3 separate regions of the Mus musculus genome follow, and all the other regions are linked to region 1. Evidence: chromatin contacts called from public promoter capture Hi-C data. All regions are on one chromosome and are shown on one strand. Each heading gives the region's core, a stretch centred on a gene start, on an enhancer-like site or on the middle of the called end of the contact. The rest is flanking DNA. Distances are from core to core; before and after follow the strand shown.

Evidence for each region. Promoter capture Hi-C pulls out the DNA fragments that hold promoters and counts their contacts.
Region 2: a promoter capture Hi-C map of pre-B cells shows a contact between it and region 1. The contact joins the promoter of Rrs1 here to the promoter of Tmem70 in region 1. A contact is called at or near these places in 1 of 39 promoter capture datasets (pre-B cells) and 3 of 484 Hi-C or Micro-C datasets (CD8 T cells, muscle stem cells and regulatory T cells).
Region 3: a promoter capture Hi-C map of pre-B cells shows a contact between it and region 1, with 2.7 times the contacts expected there. The contact joins the promoter of 1700034P13Rik here to the promoter of Tmem70 in region 1. A contact is called at or near these places in 1 of 39 promoter capture datasets (pre-B cells) and 1 of 484 Hi-C or Micro-C datasets (CD8 T cells).

Annotation. Positions count from the first base shown.
Region 1 is chr1:16,663,249-16,666,995 of GRCm38.p6, forward strand. Tmem70 (transmembrane protein 70) reads left to right here and starts at 1,943. Exons shown (of 3, transcript NM_027415.2): 1 at 1,943-2,257. The coding sequence starts at 2,060. It also overlaps the pseudogene Gm7654.
Region 2 is chr1:9,543,265-9,547,011 of GRCm38.p6, forward strand. Rrs1 (ribosome biogenesis regulator 1) reads left to right here and starts at 2,144. Exons shown (of 1, transcript NM_021511.2): 1 at 2,144-3,747. The coding sequence starts at 2,260. The coding sequence ends at 3,357.
Region 3 is chr1:9,745,693-9,749,439 of GRCm38.p6, forward strand. It overlaps 1700034P13Rik (RIKEN cDNA 1700034P13 gene), which reads left to right and starts at 1,956. Exons shown (of 4, transcript NR_040462.1): 1 at 1,956-2,912. Vcpip1 (valosin containing protein (p97)/p47 complex interacting protein 1) reads right to left here and starts at 2,690. Exons shown (of 3, transcript NM_173443.3): 1 at 1-2,690. The coding sequence starts at 2,464.

The DNA.
Region 1 (3,747 bases), core at 693-3,192:
CTTGTAGTAAATTCTTGTTAGGTAACTGATTTCATTTAGATCAACCTCTTCCAAGAGGATTCCCAACTCTGCTTTTAAGCACCTCTGTGCTGCTCGCTTCACAGCAATGGCATTGTTTTCATCCAGCTCACCTGGACACTTAATAGATGACTACAGCAACTATTGGTGAAACAACCTGGAAAGGTAATTTTAGCATCTGATCTCTGCTGTAACAGGAGCTTATTTTCATTATTAAACAAGAAGACACTAAATGCTCGGTGGATGTAATAATCCTTTGTTGATGGATTCATTCAGGTGACAGTTTTTCTTGGTGTCAGCTCCAATTTTATTGCCATTTTCATCAATAAGAATACACATCTTTGCTACAAAGTAAACTGATTTTTCATCAAGATGGTTGGTATTTATTTCAGGCATTATGACCTGAATGTCTGACCTGACCTAGAACACAGAGATTCCAGTTAGAGGTAGTCTCGTGTATTTTTAGATGCATGTCCTATTACACATTTGCACCATGAGTTCCCAAATTTATGCCGTTACAGTGCTCCCTCTACTCCTGTCTAAGTCCTGTGCAATAGGCACTAAGTATCATCTGCCTTTGGGAGAAAGGTATAGTGTTGATTCAAAAAACTCTCACCTCAATGGAGAGAAAAGAGAACTTATTCTAGAACCAAATGAGTGATCATGGCTTGGAAACACAGATTTATGTCACCCCCTGTCCCCATGTTCCATGTTTCAACATGGAAGTAGTTTCATGAAGCTTTTTTATAGTAACAGAACAAAGAAAATCATCAGTCAAGACAGGTTTCTACATTAGTGGGATGGTTAGGTACGTTTTTTAAAAGTGGGGAAACCTGTTTTAGGCTTCAGGTGCTATTTGACAGTACTCGGAAAACTAATACCCTGTGCATTCCAAATGAAAGCTTGAACTCGGTGTGTTCCAGCTGAAGGTCGTGAAGATGTTAGGTACACAGGAGGACAATACATTAAGGCTACTAAGAGATCTGCAAATGGCCCATGATAAATTGGCTCTGGATTTGCAACACTGTAGATTCTTCTATGTCAGTCCGTGCTAGGCAAGATACACTCCCCACCTTGGACATGATGGGGGCTTTGTTTGTTTGTTCCTTTGGTTTTTGTTTTTGTTTTTTTGTTTTTTTTCGAGACAGGGTTTCTCTGTATAGCCCTGGCTGTCCTGGAACTCACTCTGTAGACCAGGCTGGCCTCGAACTCAGAAATCCGCCTGCCTCTGCCTCCCGAGTGCTGGGATTAAAGGCGTACGCCACCACACCCAGCTCGGATACGACGTTTTTAATGGGGAAAAAAAAAAATCTGTCAACAAAATCGAAAATTATGTGAAAAAATTCCATTTTCTCCTATCTCAGTGGTGGAATTAAGTTAAATCATTAAATCTTTTTTTTTTTTTTTTTCCCCCGAGACAGGGTTTTTCTGTGTAGCCCTGGCTGTCCTGGAACTCACTCTGTAGACCAGGCTGGCCTCGAACTCAGAAATGCGCCTGTCTCTGTCTCCCAAGTGCTGGGACTAAATCATTCATTCATTTTGTTAATATCATATCATAGCATACAAAGTATTTAAACATTATAACATTAAGTACCTTAAACTACATTCCTTTTGGGCTGATATGCTACAATTACTTCTGCGAAGCTAAATCATTTTCCCAAACCAGTTTTAGGACCTATAAAGTGACTTTCATGAGAACGAAGTATTTAACTAGGCTTCTGGTCACTGTCTTTTTCACATGCCTACACACTCTGTCCTTGCACACGGTCAAAAGCCGACCAAATACTAGGAATTCGGTTGAAGCCCATCATCTTAAGCAGGGAGTTGGGGTTTTGGGTCATTTGCTGCCTGGAACCCACCAGGTGGAGAAGGTTGCAGGCCGGCCGCATTTTCTGCGCACGCGCGCGCACCAATCCGGCCGCGTGTTCCGTTTAAGGGGCGGAGCCTCATCGCTCTTGTGGGGGCCACTGTCGAGCGGAGTCGCTTTTGGGTGTCCTTGGCCGCAGCTGGAAACTGACGGCCACCTTCTCCAACTCGCAGCATGCTGTTGGGGTTGGGCGGCCGGTGGGCAGCGGGCCTATGGCCGGGCCGGACGAGGACGACGTGGTGTGTGGCCGCCGCGCTCCGAGGTTCCGGGATCGCTTTCTGGCGTGCGGCCTCGCTAGCCGAGCCAGAGCGGCTCCGGAGCGGCGGGCATCTAGCGCTAGCCGAGTCTTGCGGGCCACCCGGGCGAGCGCAGGTCGGCTGTTCGTAGGCTGTGGTGGTGGGGAGCGGGCGCAGCATGGGGTCTGGGAACTCCAGTGCTGAGGGGACACTCCCGGTGCGGGCCTGGGAGGAGCAGGCCTCGACCTCGGGGTCCGCAGCTGCTGTCAATCCAGGGATTGATTCTCCTTTCGAAGGCTATTAAAGCACCACAAATGGTTCTTTTTGTTGTTTTTCAGAGACAGGATGTCCCAGTTTTGTAGACTCACCTGTCCTGAATTCGCTATATAGACCCGGTTGTCCTCGAAATCAGAGACTCGCCTACCTATTGACTTCCCATTCTAGGATTAAAGATTTGCTCTGCTGCGCAGGGACTTATTTCTTACTCTAGAGCTAAAGGTCAGAAGGGCGCTAAGTGCTAAGAAATTGATGCAGCACGTGGAGCTAGCCTCCTAAGTTGTGTTACTTGTCCGTTTTTAGGAATTTCTTTGATTACGGAGTGAAAGGTGGGGTGTGGATGTTATTGAACAAAGTACGTAGTATGTTAAACTATACTATAAAATGTAAGAATTTTGTGGGTTTTCGAGACAGGGTTTCTCATGTGTAGTCTTGGCTAACCTGGGACTTGCTCTGTAGACCAAGCTGGCCTTGAACTCAGATATCCCCTGCCACTGCCTCCAGAGTGCTGGGATTAAAGGTGTAGCTCGGCAAGAATTTTATGTATATTAAGCTACATTGTAATATATAAGAATTTTAAAAACTTTTAAGAAATGCTGAAAGTGGTAATTGAATTATTTGTTGTTAGTTGCTTGTGGGTGGGTTTCCCTGTGTAGCCCTGGCTGATCTGTTGACCAGGCTGGTGCTGGCTTCAAACTCACAGATAAAAGGTGTGTGCTATAGCCAAGGGTCTCGAGATATTGGACTCTTAACTGAATTTCAACACAAATTAGGCATACTTTTTACATTTTTAAATGTGAGCAATGTGAAATTCATTTTTAGATGCTCATTTATACATACTTGGGAAACTCCTGTTTCATATAGCTTTCAAGCAGTTTTTCAAGCAAGCTTTCTTGCTAAGAGATAGAAGGCCCAGGGTATGGTAGTGGCACAGACTTAAAGTCCCAGTGTTAGCTCTGGAGGCTCAGACAGAGGATCAGCATGAGCTTCATGGTCAGTTGGAGGCCAACATGGACCACATTGATGACTGGACTTGATCTTCAAAACAAAATGGGGTACAAGGTATATGCAAGGCTTTCAGGGAGACAGCCTTAAAAATGCTAGTTATTCATGTAACTAGTTCCTAAGTACTAACCACAGGGGTGGTAGGAGAAGCCTAGTCTGTGGAGGCTTTTGTCTTCAGGATGGGAGTTTGATCTCTGGACATGCCTGTGCATACGAACCCACCAAACAAAACAAAGCAAAACAAACCCCTCAATTTACAGTATTTTGCTAAGATTGTTTTTTGTTGTTTTTTGACTGGACTTGAACTCAGAGATTTACGTGCCTCTGCCTCCTGAATGTTGGGCT
Region 2 (3,747 bases), core at 894-3,393, 7.1 Mb before region 1:
GTGGAAGTTAAATTTTCAGAATTCCCAGAATAGCCTCAAGATATTAGTGAGAGACCTGGCAGCACAGAGAAAAATAAACAACAGGAGTATTTACAAAGCCATGGCCACAACTTCAGGAAACTTCTTGATAGAATCAAGGGAGCTTCTAGAGCCAGAAGACGGTTCGATGAGGCAGGCTGTCACGTAGTCTACAGAGGAATAGGGCATAAGTGTCCTGACCCCACTCTCTTCATCTCTTTTCATCTTGTATCACTGTTTCCTGCTGATCAAAAATCAGCTAGAAACTAGTGCAGCTTACATAGTAGAGAGATGGTCTAGAGAAGCAGATAGAAGAGATCCAGGCTAGGATGAAGTAAGGCCACAGCAGTGGGGAGTGAAAGGGCGCAACATACAGAGACAAGCTATCTAGGCTTTGAACTGATGAGATTTGGATAGGGAAAGTCAAAGATGAATTTGCCATCATCCGAGCAAGTTACTAGACTTGAATGATGACCACATCTCCTGGGACTATTGTCTCTACAGTATTCCCAATGGCAGGGTTCCTTGGGCAGCAAAGACAATGAGGAAGAGGATGAGAGGATGGTGGAAGGAGGAGCAACTTTGGAGGAAGCTTTGTGCTGTGTAGATTTTGACATCTGGTCTAGCACCAAGAGGAAAACAAAGAATTATAGTGGCTCCTGCCTGTAATGCCAGAATTTGGGAGGCAGAGGCAAGGGAATTAATTCCAAGACCATTCTTAGCTATATAGCAAACTTAAACCACATTAAAAACAAAAATGATTTGGATGACTCCATATGCAACTAAGGCTAGCCTTGAACACCTGGCCCTCCTGCCTCTTTCTCTAGAGTGCTGGGATTATACACCATACCCAGTTTAGTCTGCATTTTTTAAATGTCTATTTATGGGGGACGGGGAAGGCAGTGAAGGATGGAGATAACAATGATACCTGTATGAAAGCACCATATTGAAAATAATTACTTTGCATTCTAACCAAAAACTTAGTTTAAAAAATGGAACTGGACACTGGATATTGCATGCCTGAAACACTAATGCTTGAGAGAGAGGTAGGAGAATCAAGAAGTTCTCAGTGGTGGTGCACACCTTTAATCCCAGCACTTGGGAGGCAGAGGAAAGCAGATTTCTGAGTTCGAAGCCAGCCTGGTCTACAGAGTGAGTTCCAGGACAGCCAGGGCTATACAGAGAAACCCTGTCTCAAAAAATAACAAAAAACAAACAAACAAAAAAGAAGTCAAGTTCTCTTTCGATGTACAGGGAGTTCAAGCTCGGCCTCCGGTTCATGTGATCTAAACTAAAAAATAAATAAATCAGTAAAAGTCTACTTATGTGACAAGACAAAAAAACCAACCAAACAAACAAACAAACAAAACACTTTTTTGGATGACATTAGATGAACATGTGCCCATTCTAACACCGGACTGAGGTAAAAACCTATAAAAATAGATGGCAGTAAATAGTAAACTGAGATTTTTAACTCCCTAGGCCACCATGACTACTGAATAAAAACTATTTGGTTTTCACTGGATCTTAGCCTTCCTCCAAGCTTATTAACACATTTACCTTTAAAACACTCCTGGATACTACCAGAGTCTCCATCTTCCACGATTTTTCAGGCCTACACAAATATCACAGGAACAAACAATGGCATGGCCAGAATTGGTGCCCAGGCCACGTACAGACAAACTGCAAGCCCTACTAAGTCGCAAAACAATGCCTAACTTGGACAGGTATCCGTGGGATCTGTCTCCGCTCACACCTAGGGCACAGAGAACGGGCTATAACTCTGGGGAAATAATTTGTCTCGCCCCAAACACCTCTGTAATAGATTTACCCATAGACACTGTGGTGTAGACGCTCCATTCGGAAGCTACAATGCAGGCACTTCCAAGAGTTTGAGCAGCCCGCGTCCTACTGCACTACCTCTGCCCCACAGCATGCTGGGAAACGTAGTCCCAACCAGGTCCTGAGCTGGTTAGCCAACCCTCAGCGCCAGTCGGGCCAACATCCGGTGACGAATCCAAGTCCCGCCTCTAAGCCCATCTGCTGTCCAATGCCGCCCTCTGCCGGTCTTTACCTCCCCGCCTAGCTGTGAGCCGCTTCCAGACAACCCGGAAGTGATCTTTCCTCTTCCGGATTACGGGTCCGGACGTCCGCACGTGGTTGCCGGTTTAGGGTGCTGCTGTAGTGGCGATACGTCCCGCCGCTGTCCCGAAGTGAGGGATCCGAGCCGCAGCGAGAGCCATGGAGGGCCAGCGCGTGGAGGAGCTGCTGGCCAAGGCAGAGCAGGAGGAGGCGGAGAAGCTGCAGCGCATCACGGTGCACAAGGAGCTGGAGCTGGAGTTCGACCTGGGCAACCTGCTGGCTTCGGACCGCAACCCCCCGACCGTGCTGCGCCAGGCCGGGCCGTCGCCGGAGGCCGAGCTGCGGGCCCTGGCGCGGGACAACACGCAGCTGCTCATCAACCAGCTGTGGCGGCTGCCGACCGAGCGCGTGGAGGAGGCGGTGGTCGCGCGCTTGCCGGAGCCCGCCACTCGCCTGCCCCGCGAGAAGCCGCTGCCCCGACCACGGCCGCTCACCCGCTGGCAGCAGTTCGCGCGCCTTAAGGGAATCCGTCCCAAGAAGAAGACCAACCTCGTGTGGGACGAGGCGAGTGGCCAGTGGCGGCGCCGTTGGGGCTACAAGCGCGCCCGGGATGACACTAAAGAATGGCTGATCGAGGTGCCTGGGAGCGCCGACCCCATGGAAGACCAGTTCGCCAAGAGGACTCAGGCCAAGAAAGAACGCGTGGCCAAGAATGAGCTGAACCGTCTGCGGAACCTGGCTCGCGCGCACAAGATGCAGATGCCCAGCTCAGCCGGCCTGCACCCTACTGGACACCAGAGTAAGGAAGAGCTGGGCCGCGCCATGCAAGTGGCCAAGGTTTCCACCGCTTCGGTGGGACGCTTCCAGGAGCGCCTTCCCAAGGAGAAAGCTCCCCGGGGCTCCGGCAAGAAGAGGAAGTTTCAGCCCCTCTTTGGGGACTTCGCAGCCGAGAAAAAGAACCAGTTGGAGCTACTTCGAGTCATGAACAGCAAGAAACCTCGGCTGGACGTGACGAGGGCCACCAACAAGCAGATGAGGGAAGAGGACCAGGAGGAGGCTGCCAAGAGGAGGAAAATGAGCCAGAAAGGCAAGAGGAAAGGGGGCCGGCAAGGACCTTCGGGCAAGAGAAAGGGCGGCCCGCCGGGTCAGGGAGAAAAGAGGAAAGGAGGCTTGGGAAGCAAAAAGCATTCCTGGCCTTCTGCTTTAGCTGGCAAGAAGAAAGGAGTGCCGCCCCAAGGTGGGAAGAGGAGGAAGTAGCGTTCTCCCCTCGGGACCAGTTCTGAAAAGCTGGGACTGTACTAAAAGTTAACTTGGGCGGTATAGGTGGCCGCTGCCCTCAGTGACATTTGACATTAAAAGGACGGGTTTGCCTTCCCTCGAGTCAGTGCTGGACGAGTTAATAGAGACACTGACTGGAAATTGGTGTATTTTGAGAATTATAGAAATGATATAGCCAGAACCAGGAATAAGTTAAGGCCTGCCTTTTTATCTTGACTTTGGATACTGCGTTACAGTAGATTGGTTTCAACATTTTTGCATTATTTTTATAACAAAGCTTGTGTATTTATCAAAGCGGGGAGGGCGGGGGAAAATTATATCTACCTGTGATTTGCAAGTATTGTAAATGGATGCAGGTACCTGGTGTTG
Region 3 (3,747 bases), core at 706-3,205, 6.9 Mb before region 1:
GAGGAAAGCCATATCGAATACACTGTAAATATGGAGGAATGTTGAACTCTCTGGCTATACTTTCCTGAAGCTCAAAAAAGGTTGTTGAAGGCTTAAGGGTAACCATAGACTGCCGTCCATCGTTAGTTGTTATTCGAATCTTCTTCTCCTTAGAAGTGGTAGGTGAGTAGGGAGCCTTGGTGGGGGTGGCAGGTGCAGATGATGGCCCATCACGAATAGTACTTGGAGAAACAGTTCTGGGCTGCCCCTTTTGCTCTTGTTTTAATTTCTCTGTTTTCCGTTTCTGCATCACAGAAGCTTGTTCTGTGATGTTCTGTTGAATAGTTCTTTCAGTTTTACTCATGTTTAATTCTTCCTTATGCAAAGTTTTTGTTTTCTGTCCAGTAAGAATAATTTTAGTTGGTAGCTGCGACTCCAATTCTTGTCCTTGCACATCTCCAACTCTCTGAGCATGAGCACCATCTATATTTACAGGAGTGTAATCGTCCGGATTTTTTTTTGCAGTCTGATGCAATATAGTGTGGACAACTTTCTGAACTAGGATCTCACTCCCAAATTCACCTGGAAAGTGCTTGGTAACAAGTTTCATTGCAACATCATAAACATTACTATTCAAAGATGGATCGCTTTCATACTGAAACCAATATACTGTTTCTCTGACTACTCTTCCTCCCCACTCCAAAGTGATAGGAAAAGCTTCTGGAAGATTGTCATACTCTTTACCTTCCCAAAAATGTTTGAATCCACAACCACATTTGCCACCAGTAGACCTAGAATTAGTTCTGTCTCCATCCAAATACACAATAGAGCCATCTCCTCTGACTCTTCGCACAGATGAGCCATGGCACCAATTACAAGCTGTTAGATTACTCAATCCATAGTCTGGTAGCAGAACATCTTTTACTGGATCATATGAACAAACCAAATTGTTTAAGGGAAAGCTGTAATTTTTGTCAGGCCTCAACTGCCCATGAGTACTTTTTGCCAAGTTATACAGTTTCCCTCCTGGAGCCAACCACTCAGAAGGGACATGAAGTTCAGAAAGGGCACCACAAAGCAAACACTTGTGAAGGCGATTGTCCATTACTGCCTTTTTAGCAGCTGCTGTAACTTCCTCAGGCTGAACTCCTATCACCCCAGTCCTTCTGTAGAAATACTGATGTACATCAGCAACCAAACTAGGATGGATACCATGTTTGTCCATAAAGACTTCTTCCATAGCAGCAACCAGCCTAAGTAAGTACTTATCCTGCAAACTTCTGTCTCCTCCAATAACACAGCCACCATCCTCCTCAAGCTTGATGTACTTTTTAATAAGGTCCTGAGGCACACCCCATGCTTTAGGTAACAAATTCATGGGTAGTTTGGGCAGGGCAGCCCCCTTTATGCCTACCAAGGGAATATAATGGTTTCTACCAGAGCTACTCCACGCAATACAGATTGGCTTGTTCAAATGACCATCTCTCCCAGTGCATTTCTCTGCAGGTATGAGGCCAGGTAGAAAGGTGGCTGAATAATCACCAGAGCTTCTCATGCCGCTGAGGGAATCTAAAAGAATTATGGGACGATGTAACACATTGGCAAGGCCGAATATGTGGATATTCCTCAGGCCTAAGGGGACACCTTCAGGTGGCACAAACAGAGGGTCACATTCATTGATAATGTCCTCCCACTCGGCAGCATCAATAAAGTCATGAAACAGGGCTTGATATCGGGCTAGGTGCTGCTGAAAGTGCTGCTTAAGATTCTCCCTCAGAGCATGCCAGAAGAGCTCTCGGCCTACTAGAGCCCTAGACACAGCATGCACTAGGCAGTGTCCATCCCCATCCACATGCACTGGGATGAGGCATTCTTGACTTTTATTAGCCCGTTTGATATCCTCGAGCGTGTCGTGCAAATACAGGAGGCTTCCGGAGCGGTCCTTGCCATAGCCCACTGTGTTGACGTGCTCTGGTTCGATGAGGAAGGCCCGGTCACCAAGTAACGCGCAATCGAACAGTTCGCCTTGGTTCATGTCCCGGAGAAGCTTGGCCCGGCCCGTTTGTTTGTCCATTCCATAGCGTGCCAATATTGGCGACAATAATTTGCAGTGGTAGTTGGAGAGGCCCATCACCTTTACCAGTTCCGTGTTCTTCTTGGGAGCCCCCGTCACTCCGAGTAGCGCGTTCCGCAGCAGATTGTGCAGCACTACGTCCGGGTCGGTCACCTCCTCCACTCCCAGCAGCTGTTGCTGCTCGTGCCGCTGTCCGCACTCGGTACACTCGATGCTGACAGAACCCGAGGCCGGGAAGAAGAGGCGCGCCTGGCACTTGGGATCCGGGCAACTCCCGGAAAGGATTCTTCGGTCCCTTCGTTTCGAAAGGCCCCCCGGAGAAGCCGCCGCCGCCAGAGACGACGAAGTCTGCGGAGCCTCAGGGGGAGGCGGCGGCGGCGGCAGCGGAGGAGGCGGCGGCGGCTGAGACATCGCTCTCGGCTCTCGCTCGGCGTCCCAAGCGACCCTCAAAGGCACATAGCCAGACCTCCGCCGGCCCGACGAGGTCTAGTCCAGGCCCAGGGCGAATGGCTTTCCTTTTCCTACCAGTTCCTCCTCCTCCTAGGCGAAGGCGGAAGCGCCGGACGTTGTTTCTCTTCTCACTTCTCCACTGCCTTAGCCGTTGCCCCGAACGTAACGGCCACCACCCCACCCCGCACTCACACTCACTCACTCTCGCTCTCTCCCTCAGACACAGACATACACGCCCTCACTGAGACTGCGCAGGCGTAGCTTCTGCTCTGCCCTCTGGGAACCAGAGTCTTCCGGCTCCTCTCTCGCGAAGGAGTGCTAGGCGCTTCCGTCCAGAAAGAACTTCAAATACCGTGATGCAAAGCGACTCGACGCACGCGGGGAGGAGGAAGAGGAAGGCACTCGGAAGGTGGGGGCAGAAAGGAAGTCGATGATTCGCGGAGCTTGTCGGTAGTTGTATTTTTAACTGGATCTCTTTTGTAGTTTGTCCCCCATTCTATGGCCCACGAGAAAGAGTCAGAGAAATCACATTCCTAGGCTGCTGTGGGTAGTGTCCCCCTGCACTTTCCCCTTGCGCAGAAAGGAGTGTGCTTGGGGAAAACAAAAGTGCAAAGGATTGGTGTGGAAGAGGGTCTAAAGTCCACCACCACTGCTAGGAAGTCCGGGTTAAAGGTCCTAAGAACATGGAAGGAGTTTTCTATGAGGCTACTTTTTTTTTTAAGTATATTAATTTTTCAAATACGATGTCATTTTTTTAAAATTACCACTTAGCTAGCAAGTGCCGTAACTGAGCTTCTATCTTATTCGTAGTTATAAGCTGGTAGGTTAATGATGAAAGGTCACAGTTTGAGAATTACTGATCGCCAACTTGTAAGAACACTTTTAAAGAAAACATCCTGTTATTATATTTGTCTTTTTGTATGTCTGTCTGTCTGTCTGTTTATTTGTTTATTTGTTTGTTTGTTTGTGTAGAATTCACTAAATAGACGAGGGTGGCCTCAAATCCACAGAGATCCACCTGCCTCTATCTCCTGAGTGATGGGACTAAAGATGTTTGCCACCAACCTGTCTTCTTTTTTAAGTGTTAAGGAAATTGCTTGTCATCAAATGTTTAAAAAATAAGTTTAAAAGAAAGTTAACGTTGTCTGTTAGCAGTTAGAGATCACAATTATTAAGGTTTTTCTATGCATATATAGTATACAGTTTTACTTTTTTAGCCCAGGCAGACCTCAAACTCCCTATAG